2 separate regions of the Mus musculus genome follow, and region 1 is linked to region 2. The links are chromatin contacts, called in public promoter capture Hi-C maps. All regions are on one chromosome and are shown on one strand. Each heading gives the region's core, a stretch centred on a gene start, on an enhancer-like site or on the middle of the called end of the contact. The rest is flanking DNA. Distances are from core to core; before and after follow the strand shown. Region 1 holds the start of Bco1 (beta-carotene oxygenase 1). Region 2 overlaps Pkd1l2 (polycystic kidney disease 1 like 2).

What was found. Promoter capture Hi-C pulls out the DNA fragments that hold promoters and counts their contacts.
Region 1: a promoter capture Hi-C map of macrophages shows a contact between it and region 2, with 5 read pairs. The contact joins the promoter of Bco1 here to the enhancer-like site in region 2. A contact is called at or near these places in 4 of 39 promoter capture datasets (the HPC-7 cell line, embryonic stem cells and macrophages), 2 of 484 Hi-C or Micro-C datasets (the HL-1 cell line and nephron progenitors), 4 of 115 datasets of contacts at active chromatin or transcription factors (the HPC-7 cell line, embryonic stem cells and microglia) and 3 of 9 other capture datasets (adipose tissue, liver and pancreatic islet).

The regions. Positions count from the first base shown.
Region 1 is chr8:117,093,713-117,099,868 of GRCm38.p6, forward strand. It overlaps Bco1 (beta-carotene oxygenase 1), which reads left to right and starts at 2,153. Exons shown (of 11, transcript NM_021486.3): 1 at 2,153-2,382; 2 at 3,848-3,976. The coding sequence starts at 2,319.
Region 2 is chr8:117,053,636-117,060,561 of GRCm38.p6, forward strand. It overlaps Pkd1l2 (polycystic kidney disease 1 like 2), which reads right to left. Exons shown (of 43, transcript NM_029686.4): 10 at 6,873-6,926; 11 at 5,827-6,034; 12 at 3,778-3,898; 13 at 2,679-2,820; 14 at 1,227-1,403. Among named protein-coding and RNA genes, the nearest start is that of Gm15395, 25 kb to the left of the region's middle. Within about 2 kb of position 1,721, at least 63 of the 459 cell types and tissues checked have an H3K27ac peak or open chromatin away from gene starts, as enhancers often do. A contact at or near this core is called in the HPC-7 cell line, adipose tissue and macrophages, where this site is marked.

The DNA.
Region 1 (6,156 bases), core at 903-3,402, 41 kb after region 2:
TGTTAGTCATAATTGCCTCTGCCCCCTTAGTTACATGTGACATTATTTACTCTTCTGCTAGCTCAGTGCTATTAGCAAAACTGCTATGGGGGGGGGGAGTAGTGTAAGTTTTTTTTCTTCTGAGCTCTTAGTGTATCCCAGATATACAAGGATGCAGCTTTTCATGGTTTGTAATAAATAATTCTGGCATGGATACATGTGTTTGGACATGACAGCAGCATGAAGTAGCAGGTAGGTTATCATGGGACTTACTGGAAATATGGAATAGAGAAAAAAATTCCTCCTTAGAAGAGAGAGAAAAGATAATGGATCTTGGGATTCTGATAGCCTTACACCCTGCTTCATAGCTATGAAAAAAAGAGACTCAGAGAGAGTAACGTGGCCCAGGCCTACAGGAACTGCAGCCCCATTTCATTCAAACTCACCGTCTCTTCCCTGGCTATGGGCTCCTCAGCTCCAGCTGTGCACAGTAGAGACATTCCTCAAACACGGGCCTCTGATTCCACTGAGCTTCTGAGTCAGTGGATCTGGAGCCCAGCCCAGTGACAGCACTTTGCAAACTCTCACCAGGTGATGACAACATGCAGCCAGGGGAGGAAGCACAGCCTGTTCTAGAACGTTCTAAAACCCTGAACGACTCTCTGCTCAGCTCTCACCCTCCTACCTCCACAGTTGGGCTATGTGAAGGCAAGCCCTGTGGCTCTCTCCCTCTCTCCTCAAACTCTGTCTGTCTGTCTGTCTGTCTGTCTGTCTCTCTCTCTCTCTCTCTCTCTCTCTCTCTCTCGTGTGTGTGTGTGTGTGTGTGTGTGTGTGTGTGTGTGTGTGTGTGTGTGTGTGTGTGAGCTTGTCTATAGGCCAGAGGACAACTTTGGCAGTTGCCTTTTCTGGTACCATCCATCTTATCTATTTATTTTTGAACTCACCAAGGGGCTAAGCTGGTTGGCCATCAGCTAAGGAGCTGCCTGCCTCAACCTCCTGAGTACTGGGATTGTATACATGCAGCAGGCAGCAGGCAGCAGGCAGCAGGCAGCAGGCAGCAGGCAGCAGGCAGCAGGCAGCAGACAGCAGACAGCAGACAGCAGACAGCAGGCAGTACCAGCACCAGGCTTGGCTTGGCTCCCCCACCCTTTTTTTTAACCCTGAGTCCTGAGAGTTGATCTCAGGGTCTTTCTTTGGCAAGTAGAATACTCTACTGACTGATCCCTGTCTCCAATCCCAAAGCATCTTTAGTTTTATAATTTCTTTAATTACATAAGACAGGGAGATCATACATATTCACGAGGTGTCCTGTGGTGTTTTGATTCCTGTATATGTGGTGGAGTGTGGAAGCCTTCTGCTGCTCTCCTGGCTGAGGGCGTCACTTCGAGCAGCAGGAACCGAGAATCCCCCAATTCCCACCCTATGCTCTCAAAAATGCAGTGTGGATTTTAGTCTTTGGGTCCTCCCTCTTATCAGTCTGAGTTGAACTGAAGGGTTCCCGATGGACTGGCTATGCAGAAGGCCTCAGGGATCCTCCTGTCTCTGCCTCCCAGCTCTGGAATTCATTCGGGTGCTCTGGGCAGAATTCAAAGCCTCGCTTGTGCACAGGCCCTGACGTTGTTTTGTGTTTTAATTGTTCTTTGGTTCCCGAAAAAGCCAAGTCTTTGTCTTCCCCATCTTTGCTTTTTAAATGGGCACATGACACATCTTTGAGCCCTCCTTCCAAAAAGAAAACCAATCAAGTGTCCGTTGATAGGATTTTTTTTAAGAGTGGGAACGAACCAAGCCCCAGGTTAAAATCAAAGCCTTCTCTCTCTGTTTGCAGAAGGCAAAGATGTCACCAGCCCACAACTTGCAATAGTGCGGTCAATGTCTTTGATGGTCCCCTCGCTTGAAGAGCCTTTGCTGATCCCAAATGCTGTTCTCTCTGCTCTAACCATAAATGCATCCAGTTCTCAGGATGGGCTAGCTCGGGCAAACTCAGCAGAACGCGCCAAATCATCTCTTCCGACTCAGAGCGGAGCCTTCCTTGGCTAAGCTAAAAGTGAAATCAGAGCGGAGGAGTTGGAAAAACACTAATGGGATTAAAGATTAGCAGTAACACATGGCTTGGGAACTGACCTTTGACCTAACACACACACACTGTATAAATTACCCAGCAGCTTCCGGCAGCAGGCAGAAGCACCGGTCAGCTTGGGGAAGGGACACAGAGGAAGAGACGGAGTGTACAGGGACCAAGGATGATGTCAAGGAGCAAAGAGCAGGAAGACAGGAGGCTTTGAGCACACACGGCTTTGTCTATTCCAGTAACAACCCCCTTGCTGCCGCTCACCGGTTCCATGGAGATAATATTTGGCCAGAATAAGAAAGAACAGCTGGAGCCAGTTCAGGCCAAAGTGACAGGTGAGACTTCTGTATTTAGATGGGCATTTTCCTCACCCCCTCCCCCTCCCTTTATCCCTCACCCCCACTCCCACCTCCACCTCCCCTGCCCCATGTTAGAAGTTGCTTTTGGAAGCCTGGAAACCCATATATGGCAACAGGATGAGCCAGTATCCAGAAACAGTCTCTGTAACCAATAGGGTATGTTTCTACACGGTAACTCGGTGTCCACGGGGAGAGCAATCCTTTCTCACTGTCTCCAGAGGAGTGTTGGGAATGCTCCGATAGCCACGGTGCAAGTGGGGGAGACCAGAGGACAACTTGTAGGAGCTGCTTCTCGCCATCATGTCGGTCCCAGGGATGGAACCCAGGTTGTCAGGCTTGGCTGCAAGCCTCTTTCAGGCACTTATGATTACAGTGGGTAGTGGGAACTGAACTCAGGCCCTCAGGAACTGGAAGCAGTGTGTGCTCTTAGGCACTGCACCATCTTTCCAAACCCTCTCTCTTTAAGTTTTCGTAAGACAAGATAGATGTCTCTCAGTCAGGGTTACCATCGCTGTGACAAAACACCCTGAACAAAGCAACTTGGGGGAGGAAAGGGCTTGGCTTCCACTCTCTGCATCCCTGTTCATCATCTAAGAAGTCAGGACAGGAACTCAGGGCAGGAACCTGGAAGCAGGGGCTGATGCAGAGGCCATGGGGGGTGCTTACCAGCTTGCTCCCCGTGGCTCTCTCTTCATAGATAGTTGATGGAGAGCGCTCCTGAAAGTGATCCTTCAAACTCAAACACGCTAAGGCTCAGGTGCCACCCTCAAGTCCACATTCACCTCATTACTTGAAGCAAGACCTCTCACCAACCTGGAACTTACCAGTTAGACTGACTAACAAGTCCCAGGAATCCTCCTGCCTCTGCCTCCCCAGCACTGGGATAACAAGCCCATGTTATCTCTCATGGCTGACCTTTTGTCACATGGGTTTGGAAGGCCAGCTCAGGACCTCCTGCTTGTGTGGTAAGCACTTTATCCACCGAACCATCTCCCCAGCCTCTAGAATATTCTCTCATGTGGTGAAGCAAACGTTCTCCCTCAAGACTCTGCCTGTCACCTCCAGAAAGCCACTGCTTCCCAGCTCTTAGCCAGGCAAGGCACTTCTGTTCTGCACAGCTCAGGGCTGCAGCGCTGCTTCTGGCAAAATGTATTTGGAGAGCCTATTTGTCCATCTCTTAATGGACAGCGGGCGACTTCAGAGTAGGGACAGCGTCTGTCCTCCTTGGTCCTCTTCAGTGCTAGCAAACTGCCTGCCCTATTATACCTTTTCTAGATAGGACCGTGGAATACACGGACAGATAATGAATAGTATATTCCGTGCACTTAGTTCCTTTTTTATGACCCTCCCACATTCCATCCCCCCACCCCCACCCCTTTCTTTCCGAGACTTTTCAGTCTGGCCATGGAATCTGGCAACTAAACAGTTTATCCTTCCACAGGCAGCATTCCAGCATGGCTGCAGGGGACCCTGCTCCGAAACGGGCCCGGGATGCACACAGTGGGAGAGAGCAAGTACAACCATTGGTTTGATGGCCTGGCCCTTCTCCACAGTTTCTCCATCAGAGATGGTAAGAGCCTGGCATGAGTTTGCTGTTGTCATGGTAACCGATACCAGGCTGACTGACTCCGTGGCCTGAAGCAATAGGAGTTTTTTTTCCTCTGTCCATTCTGGAGGGTCAGAAGTCTGAAACTGATCTCACTGGGGAGATGCCCAAAGTATTGGCAGGGTTGCTTTTCTTCTGGAAGCTCTGGGGAGAACACAGTGCCGTGCTTTCACACGATTTCAGAAGGTGGCTGTACCCTTGGCTCCTGGCCACCTCCCTGTCTCAAACCAGGATTTACAGTCTTACAAGGACTCTATAATGCCACTGTAACCAGTCACACAACCCCCCAAAGCTTTAGCTGAGTAAGGCTTACAAAGTCCCTCCCGTCACACGGGTGCTGCAGGGTTCAGATGCCGTTGGATTCCAGTGAAAGATTCATGCAGCCCCACTGCAAACGATTCTTTGGAAAGGGGCCAGGGTTTCTCATCATTTCATCTTATGATGAAATCTCCATGGGATGAGCAACACCCAGAAAGGGGGCAAACTGGGAACTCAGACATGCCTCTCTAATCAAAACCAGAAAAGGCTAGACTAAGAAGAAGCAAGCTGGGCACACCACTTGCCCTAACCATCATGGCTGTGTGTCTCTCCCATCGGCAACCCAGTCCTCTAAGGGTCCTCAGATTGCCAGCCAGGCCTCTCGTCTCCTTTGGGACCCCCAATGGCTCACCACTGTGTAACAACGGAGGTAGAAACACAGAATATCAAGTTCCTCCTACCTAATTCAAAAGAGACATGTGCAGGGAAATTGGGGTCAAGGGATAAAGAAGAAAATGGGGGGGGGGAATGTTCATTTTGTTTTGAGTACTTTGTGGGGGTCTTTCATTCTTTAGATTTCTGTTTTATTTATTTTAATAACTCTCATACAGGTGTGTATCATGTTGAAGCCATCTTCCATTTTTTTTACACACTCTTCTTCTCACCTCTCTCTTTTGTCTCCTAGACAGTTTCACTTCTACTTTTGTTACATATGTGTGTGTGCATATATATGTATGTATATGATTTTATGTGACTCTATGTGTATATCATGTATATATACATACGCACGGACATATATATGTATTGTATGTGCATATATACGTATGTATATGTATATTATTTTAAGTGACTCTGTATACTCTATATATGTATGTGTGTACATGTGTATGCATGTATGTATGCATATGTATATGATTTTATGTTATTCTATAAGATCCAGGGATCACAAATGAGAGGAAACATACAATATTCATCTTTCTGAGGCTGATTTAATTCATTTAATAAAAGTCCCCGCCTCCGTCCATCTCTCTGCACTTGACATAACTTCGTTCTTTACAACTGAAAGGAAGTTGAATTGTATGCACACACTGTATTTTCCCTACCCGTTCCTCAGATGTTGGACACCTAAGTGGGTCCCAGGACAGCTATTGTGAAAGAGCTGCAGTAAACACGGACATGCTGGTGTTCCCAGGATGTATAAACAGCCAGGGGGGTGTAGCTGGGTCATGTGGTAGATCTAGTTTTATGAGTTTTTTTTTTTTAAGATTTATTTTTAATGATGTATATGTTCTTACATCTGTGTGTGGGTATGTGCATGTGGGTGCAGTACCCCAGGAGTCCAAAAGAGGGCACTGGAGTTACAGGTGCTTAGGAACCACCCAACATAGGTGCTAGGCACTGAACTCAGGTCCTCTGTAAGAGCACCAAGCATTCCTCTCCAGCCTTCATTTTTTACTTTTTGAGGAACCTCAAACTGACTTCGAGTGGTCAGACTGGTTTTCATTCCCACTGGAGTGGATCCTGGCCAGCCCTTGTAGGTTTCATGACTGCCATTTTCTCTGAGGTTAGATGAACTCTCAGTGTAGCTTTGATTTCATTCTTCTGATGGCTAGTGAGGTTGGGCATCTTTTCATTTACAGGCATTTCGTAATGGTTTCCGTGCTTTGAAACTGATTGTTTTATTAGCGCATGTCGCTTTTAAGAAATTGAGGGCCAGGATGGTGTGGTGGTGCACACCTTTAATCTCAGCACCTGGGAAGCAGAAGTGTGTAGTGAGAATTTTGGTTTCTTTAAAAACACAGGGATATTATGGGACTATGTTTTTGTTTTAATTCCAGGTGTTGGGATATGAGGCTGCTTCACAGCAGGTGACTATGATTTGTCTG
Region 2 (6,926 bases), core at 471-2,970:
GCTGAGCCCCGGGAGATGGGGACAAAGGGGAAACTGGCCTCTCCCTTTGGGTGCAGAGGGGAGGTGTTTGGAAATGAAGCCTACTTGCCGTGTGTGTATGTGTGTGTGTGTGTGTGTTTTCTGTCCACAGTCAGACCGAGTCATTATCATTATCACCTTAATGGCCCAGCGAACTGCATATTCTTTGACAGAGCACCCCACACAGGCTATATTCCCTCAGAAGGGTTTACACGCACCTTGCCCTGGGCAGGGAACACTGTTTATGCCATGTGATGTCTTGCTGAGTATGCCTGCACCACTCATGGTGCCTCAGCTGGGAAGAAAGTTCCACTTGAGCTAAGGCCCACACAGACCTTCTGTGACAGTCCCCAAATGCCCAAGGCCACAGGGGGAAACCTATGGCAACCAAAATGCTATGGTAAATGGAGTGAGCTGCCTAGCACCACCCACCTCTTCCTATCCATTGCCCGTCTGGCCGTGGTTGTCATGGCTGTCATGGCTGACTGGATGGTTTGCATGCAGCGTAGGTAGGGTCTTTGATGGTTCACTCTCTGTGAACCTTTGCAAAAAAAAAAAAAAATGTCCTTTGAGATGTGCTTGTCTTATGACCCTGCCACTCTCTGCTGCTATTTACAAGTCAGGGTCAGTGGACATGCGGAAGGTTCTATGAGACAGATCCAGCTCTGCTATTGAGGAAGCTACAACTTCAGATGTTCAAAGAGTCACAGTGCCTCCCTCTCTGTTCTCTCTCTCTCTCTCTCTCTCTCTCTCCCTTTTCCTTTTCTCTCTCTTTCTCTCCCCAACTCTCTCTCTTCCTCTATTTGCCTCTTCCTTTTTCTCTCCTCTCTCTTCTCCCTCTCCCTTAACTCCCCCCTTCACGTGTGTGTGTGTGTGTGTGTGTGTGTGTGTGTGTGTGTGTTGAGGACTATGACCTGGTATGCTCCTACCCATTGTGTCTCTTTATCCATTTAACCTTTTTATATATCCTACATTGGGAAAAGTCACTGTGTCGCTGGGTTTGGGCAGATGTTGCTATTGCATGCCGCCCTTCTGGTCTGATGACTGGGCCAGTGCTTTGGTGATGACAAAGTCTTAGGAGTCCCTCAGCCTGTCAACCTCTCTCATTATAGAACATACTCGACTGCATCTCCCTGACATGGACAATCCCCATTCTTAGAGAAGATGAGTCTGGGAGCTGAGGGAAGAGCAGAGCCTCTGGCTGGTACCTGAGGGCAGGCAGAAGCAGTACTCCACAGGGCCCAGGGTTGCGGGAGTGCTGCAGGAGACAGTGAAGCTCGTCAGCACAGAACCTTCCTCCGGGTCAATCGTGCAGGCAGGCACTTCAGGTCGAGGTAGCATGCTGATCATGTAGGTATCCTCCCCGTAGGCGTGGCTGGTCAGTGCTAGGAAGGGAAGATTCATTAGGTTTAGGGGGCTGTGTGTCCAAAACTTTAACCCCTCTTCAGGATGACCTGGGAACTTGTTAAACAACGATATCTGGCGCTCTACAGACCAGCAAGCAGCCTCTGACATATCTAGAGATTCTGGAGTAGGCCCCCAAATACTCCTATCTAACAGTTGTCCCTGATGCAGGCCCCCAGGCTCACTGACGAAATGGGCAGATGTGGGGCTGGAGTTCTGCTATTTCCTATCTAAGTGGCCTTGGCTTGACCTCTGTTGTCTGTAAAAGCGGAACCAATAATATAACTTCCTCATAGGATGACATGAGCAGATTACCCAGAAGTCAGATCACCAGGGAGGAGCCGAGACTGGAGCTGGGAGCAGGTGGATGCTACCCAGAAGTCATCTGTTTTCAGCCTCATACCCTCGGCACTGTGAGCCCCTGTCTGTCCTGCAGCAATGTACCACCACATCTGACACAGCCACAGGGTTCCAAAGAGCACTGGCCACAGAGCTGAGCAAAGGGGAATCTTTTTCCCTTTTAATGTTCTTTTTTTTATTTTATGTGCATTAGTGCTTTGCCTGCATGTCTGTCTGTCTGTCTGTCTGTCTGTCAGTCTGTCTGTCTGTCTATGAGAGAGCAACAGATCCTCTGGAGCTGGAGTTATGAACAGAGTCCTCCGGAAGAGCAGCCAGTGCTCTTAACCATTGAGCCATCCCTACACCTCCCACAAAGGAAAAATCTTAATTGGTTACAACTAAAATCTTGGCCTAACCCGGTTGAGGAGGTCTGAGGTTGAGCAGGTATGTTCAGCACACAAGTGCCCACCTCGGTTTGTCTGGTTGTGGTTGCTCTGTGGGCTGCATTAGGAAATACAGAACCAACAGGCACACAGGTAGTGCTTGCCTGCAGTCCTGGCACTAAGGTAACAGAGTCCAAGAAAGTGTTCTTAGAAAGCATAGCCATCTTTGTTCTGTGACTGTCTGAGCACTGAGTAACCCTGACTTGTGGTGGCACACACAGGTGGACTTAGAATGACCAGCCTGTACCACCAGCATCCTGCCAATCTTCTTGCATGACAATTCCAGGACAGACATTTACATCACCCCAGATCCACACGTGGGAAAACTGAGGCAACATGAAGTCAAACCCTTTGCTCAAAGTCTTGTAGGCAGAAAATCCCATACCTTGCTCCATGCCAGACCAAAGCCCCTTATTTTAGTGTTTCCAAGTTTGTCCTGGTCCTGTAACAAGAGATGGGGTGAGCACTCCTCACCTGTGACCCGGATGGGAATAACAGGTCCCCAGGTCTGCAGGAAGCTGCTGTTCAGCAGTAGCACGGAGGAGTTGCTGTGAAGGAGGGTCAGTGATCGTGGCCAAAATCCTCGGAGTCTGCAGGCAGCTGGGAGGGGCTCAGCCTGCAAGGGAAGAACTCTCAGGCCCTTAGAGTCTGTTAGGTAGGCCCCTGGACATCCTCAGCCCTGTGGCTTCCGAGCCCCTGGGCCTGTCAGATTTCTTTCTGACGAGTTAATGGCAGCTCATCAGAAAAGTGACCTACAAGTGCAGGGTGAACTCTCTGGGGAATTGGCTGGGCAAGTAAACAGGGCAGAGAAGAGGGTGAGAGCAAGTGCAGTGTGGTGCACGCCTTTAATCCCAGCACTTGGATTAAAGTGTCCCCCAAAAAAGGAGGAGGAGAAGGAGGAGGAGGGAGAGGAGGAGGAAGAGGAAGAGAAAGGAGAAGGAGGAGAAGGAGGAGGAGGAGAAGGAGGAGGAGGAGAAGGAGGGGGAGGAAGAGGAGGGGGAGGAGGAAGAGGAGGGGGAGGAGGAAGAGGAGGGGGAAGAAGAGGAGGGGGAAGAGGAGGGGGAGGAGGAAGAGGAGGGGGAGGAGGAGGGGGAGGAGGAAGAGGAGGGGGAAGAGGAGGGGGAGGAGGAAGAGGAGGGGGAGGAGGAGAAGAAGAAGAAGAAGAAGAAGAAGAAGAAGAAGAAGAAGAAGAAGAAGAAGAAGAAGAAGAAGAAGAAGAAGAAGAAGAAGAAGAAGAAGAGAAGAAGAAAGCAGCATCCTTCTCATCATGGTCCCATGGGACCTTGGCTGTGTGTGAGGCACGCATAGACCACTATCCTCTGCCTAGCAGCCGGGGGGATGTATGAATCCTAGCAGGGGGCTTGGTCTGAGGGCAGCAGTGTCTCTCTCCCCATAGGCTTTGATCCTATGTATTCATTCACCTGTTAGAAATTCCCTCAGGTCCCTAATCTTCCTGACTGCCCTGCACTGGCTCCAAATGGGATTGGCCTGCCCTGGCTCAGGACCCGGCATTCAACACAAGGCCGGTCCTCTCAGAGGACACAGTTTCTTCTGAGCGGCTGTGACATCTCACCTCCTCTGGTACGGTGTCATCTAAGTACCAGCTGAACACGGCCACCGAGGTCTCATCTCCCACGGTGACAGTGAGCAGAACGTCTTGGTCGGCTTTCACTGGCCGGCAGTTCTTCTCACAGCTGGAAGGTACAGAGGACAAAGAGAGAAAGCTCCCTCAGGCATTGTGACCACTTGCCTGGCCTTTGCCCAGTTCTCAAGTCTGTGGAGAAGGTGGGACATTGCCTTTGTCCAAATGAAAGATGGAATAAACCCAGCCATGCTCCAACCTAAGCCAGGACAGAGCCTTGGTCTGCAGGCTAAAGAAGAGTCAGGACATGACCAGATTTCTGTGTCACTCCCCTTGCAGTGATGTTGGGGTGCAGTGGGAGTGCAGGACACCTCCCTGGCTTCCCATCCCGACCCTGTCACTTAGGGAGATTTGCCTTGTATGAGTTGCATAAAGTCTAAGAATCGGTTTCCTTGGCTGCAGAGGGAGTGGACAAAGCCAGATAACTGCTGAGATCCACTTTAGTGTTGATAAAAGTGACAGTGCCGTGGCTTCATAGCACATATATGATGTGTGATCAGAGTAGATCTGAGAGTGACATGTCAGAGCCCTGAGAGCCCTTTGGGAGCACACCAGGCTCAGAGGACTTGCAGGATTGGTCCCAGGTGACACCAGTCCTCAGTGGGTGGACAGAACCATGAATCAGGGTCCAAACCTTGGGCCTTCTCTTGTGTTTTTGCTTTGGTGTGCATGTGTCTCTCTGTGTGTGTTTGTGTACATGTGTGTGTGTGTGTGTGCATGTGTATGCATGCAAGTGTGTGTACACAGGTGTGTGTGTACATGTGTGTGTGCATGCATGTGTGTGCATGTGCATGTGTGTGTGTGTACATGCCTGTGCATGTGTGTGTGTGCCTGTGTCTGTGTATGTGTGCCCACACATGTATATCAGAGGTTGGTATGGAATATCTTCTCTCATTCTTCATTGTATTGTTTGAGACAAGGTCTCTCACTGAACTTGAAGATCACTTCTTTGGCCACAGCCCCCTGAACCTTCTATATGATGTCCCATCCCTCTCTGGAGCCCCTGACAGGTCACTTTAACATTTGCTGCATGTCAAATGCCTCCCGAGTCCTCTCAGCCTTAACTTCATGAGTCGGTCAAACTTCCTAATTCTTTTATGAGTGTCTCCCCTAGTGCAAGCATGCTGGTGGGTTTCTACAGACCTTCCAGGCCATTCTCTAGCTCTCCCTGCAGAGACCACGTCTCAGCTCCCACCCTCTGGGCTTCTGTTTAGGTCCAGCCAGTGGAATGCATTGGTAGGGGCCCAGGAGGTTTGAGGAGAGATGGTGGGCTGAGGAGAGCACAAGGTTATTCATTTATTTCTTACCAAAAGGTTAGCATGGCAGAGTCAGTGCCCCCCTAGTCAATGCCATGGCTTCTGTCTCTCTCAGGCTATAGTTGAGAGGGGATTCTAGCCACCCCTGCCTTACCTCTGCAGTCCTAGGAGCAATGGCTTGCCCCACCCTCCAGCAGCTCCACGCTGTCACTGGGGTTAGTTCTGTTCACTCACCCCTGAGAGAGGATGTTTGTCCATCTGTAATAAGTTTCTGACTACTGTGAGCCATCTGCTTCCAGCAGGGACCCAGCTGACAGGCCCAGCTACCTCAAGCTTCCACCATGACTCCGATAAGATGCTAGGCCGACTCTCTGAGAGCAGAATGTTTTGAAGCAAGCTGTGAGCATGTCCCCTCCTGCTCAGGGAGCTCCTGGATGGAAGACTTGACTATGCGTGGATCTGCAAGGCCCCGCCTCTCCCTTTCTCCTCCTCTTCCCAAGCCCCGCCTCCAGGTCTCTGTCGAGCTCCACATCCTATGGATGGGGCCTTTCCAGTTCCCTGGATGAAGTCTCTAGATGGACTTCTGCTGTCCCTTCAGGCCATTTGTTGTGGATCCCCAGGTTGCCACCCCTGTGGGAGCACAGGTGAGACTGGTTGACCCACTCTTCCAGTCCCACCTCCGAGTGGTGCCGGCTGATGGTACGACACCCAAGTGCGGCCTCACCTGATTTGAGGCCCAAGGTTCAAGGGAGCAGACACGTAGAGGCACTGTTCTGTCTCTTTCTCCAGCTCTTGGCCCCTTAGGATAGCCAAATGCAGGGTGACAGCGGAGTTGAGCGGTGGCAGACAGAAGGTATGGAGCACCAGCAACCTCTGGTCTGTGTGGAGCAGCTGCCTCCCCACGCAGGCATTCCACTGAGCCCAGCAACGTCCTGCGCAAGATGGGAAGACAGTTGTGCACAGTATCCCTGACCCTAATACACCGTGGACTTTCTGGTTTAGCAAAACTTCTGGTAATGGTTTTGGACTTTTGTTTTGTTTTGGTTTGGTTTTTGGTTTTTTGTTATTATTATTATTATTATTATTATTATTATTATGGTTTTTCAACACAGGGTTTTTCTGTGTAGCCCTGGCTGTCCTGGAACTCACTCTGTAGACCAGGCTGGCCTCAAACTCAGAAATTTGCCTGCCTCTGCCTCCCTAGTGCTGGGGTTAAAGGCATGTACCTCCACTGCCTGGCCTAATGGTTTTGTTTCATTGAGACCAGGTCTGGCAGCACAGCCCAGACTAGCCTCAAACTCCTGGTCTTCCTGCTCTGCCTCCTGATTGCCAGGGTTACAGGGATAAACCACCACACCCAGCCTCCAGTTGTCCTATTTTATTTTGGTGAGTGAGTGTGTGTGTGTGTGTGTGTGTGTGTGTGTGTGGTGTTGTATGTTAGGAGGGAATGACCCTCTCAGAGGAGGACTATCTACCTGGTCACGGATCTTATCTGGATTTGCCAGTGGATGGTGTCAATGAACAAAGCAAGCTGGCGTTTAGGTTTTGTTACTGCTTGTTATATCTCCCCATACCCCTATCACACGCATTCAGGGACACCATCTCTCCTTGGTTTGCTGTTGCCTCTATACACATGTCTGAGGTTTACACTCCAGCACACACAGGCAGACAGTGTCAGGCTGGAGTTGTGTCCGATGAAGAGAGAACAGACAAGCCTGACGGTGCTCTCTCATCCGTGAAACCGGTGGGCAGGAGAGTCACGCCACCTACCGCAGGACCAGTGGAAGTTCAAGCCCGGGTCATCATCCGGCCAGCCCAGTGTGA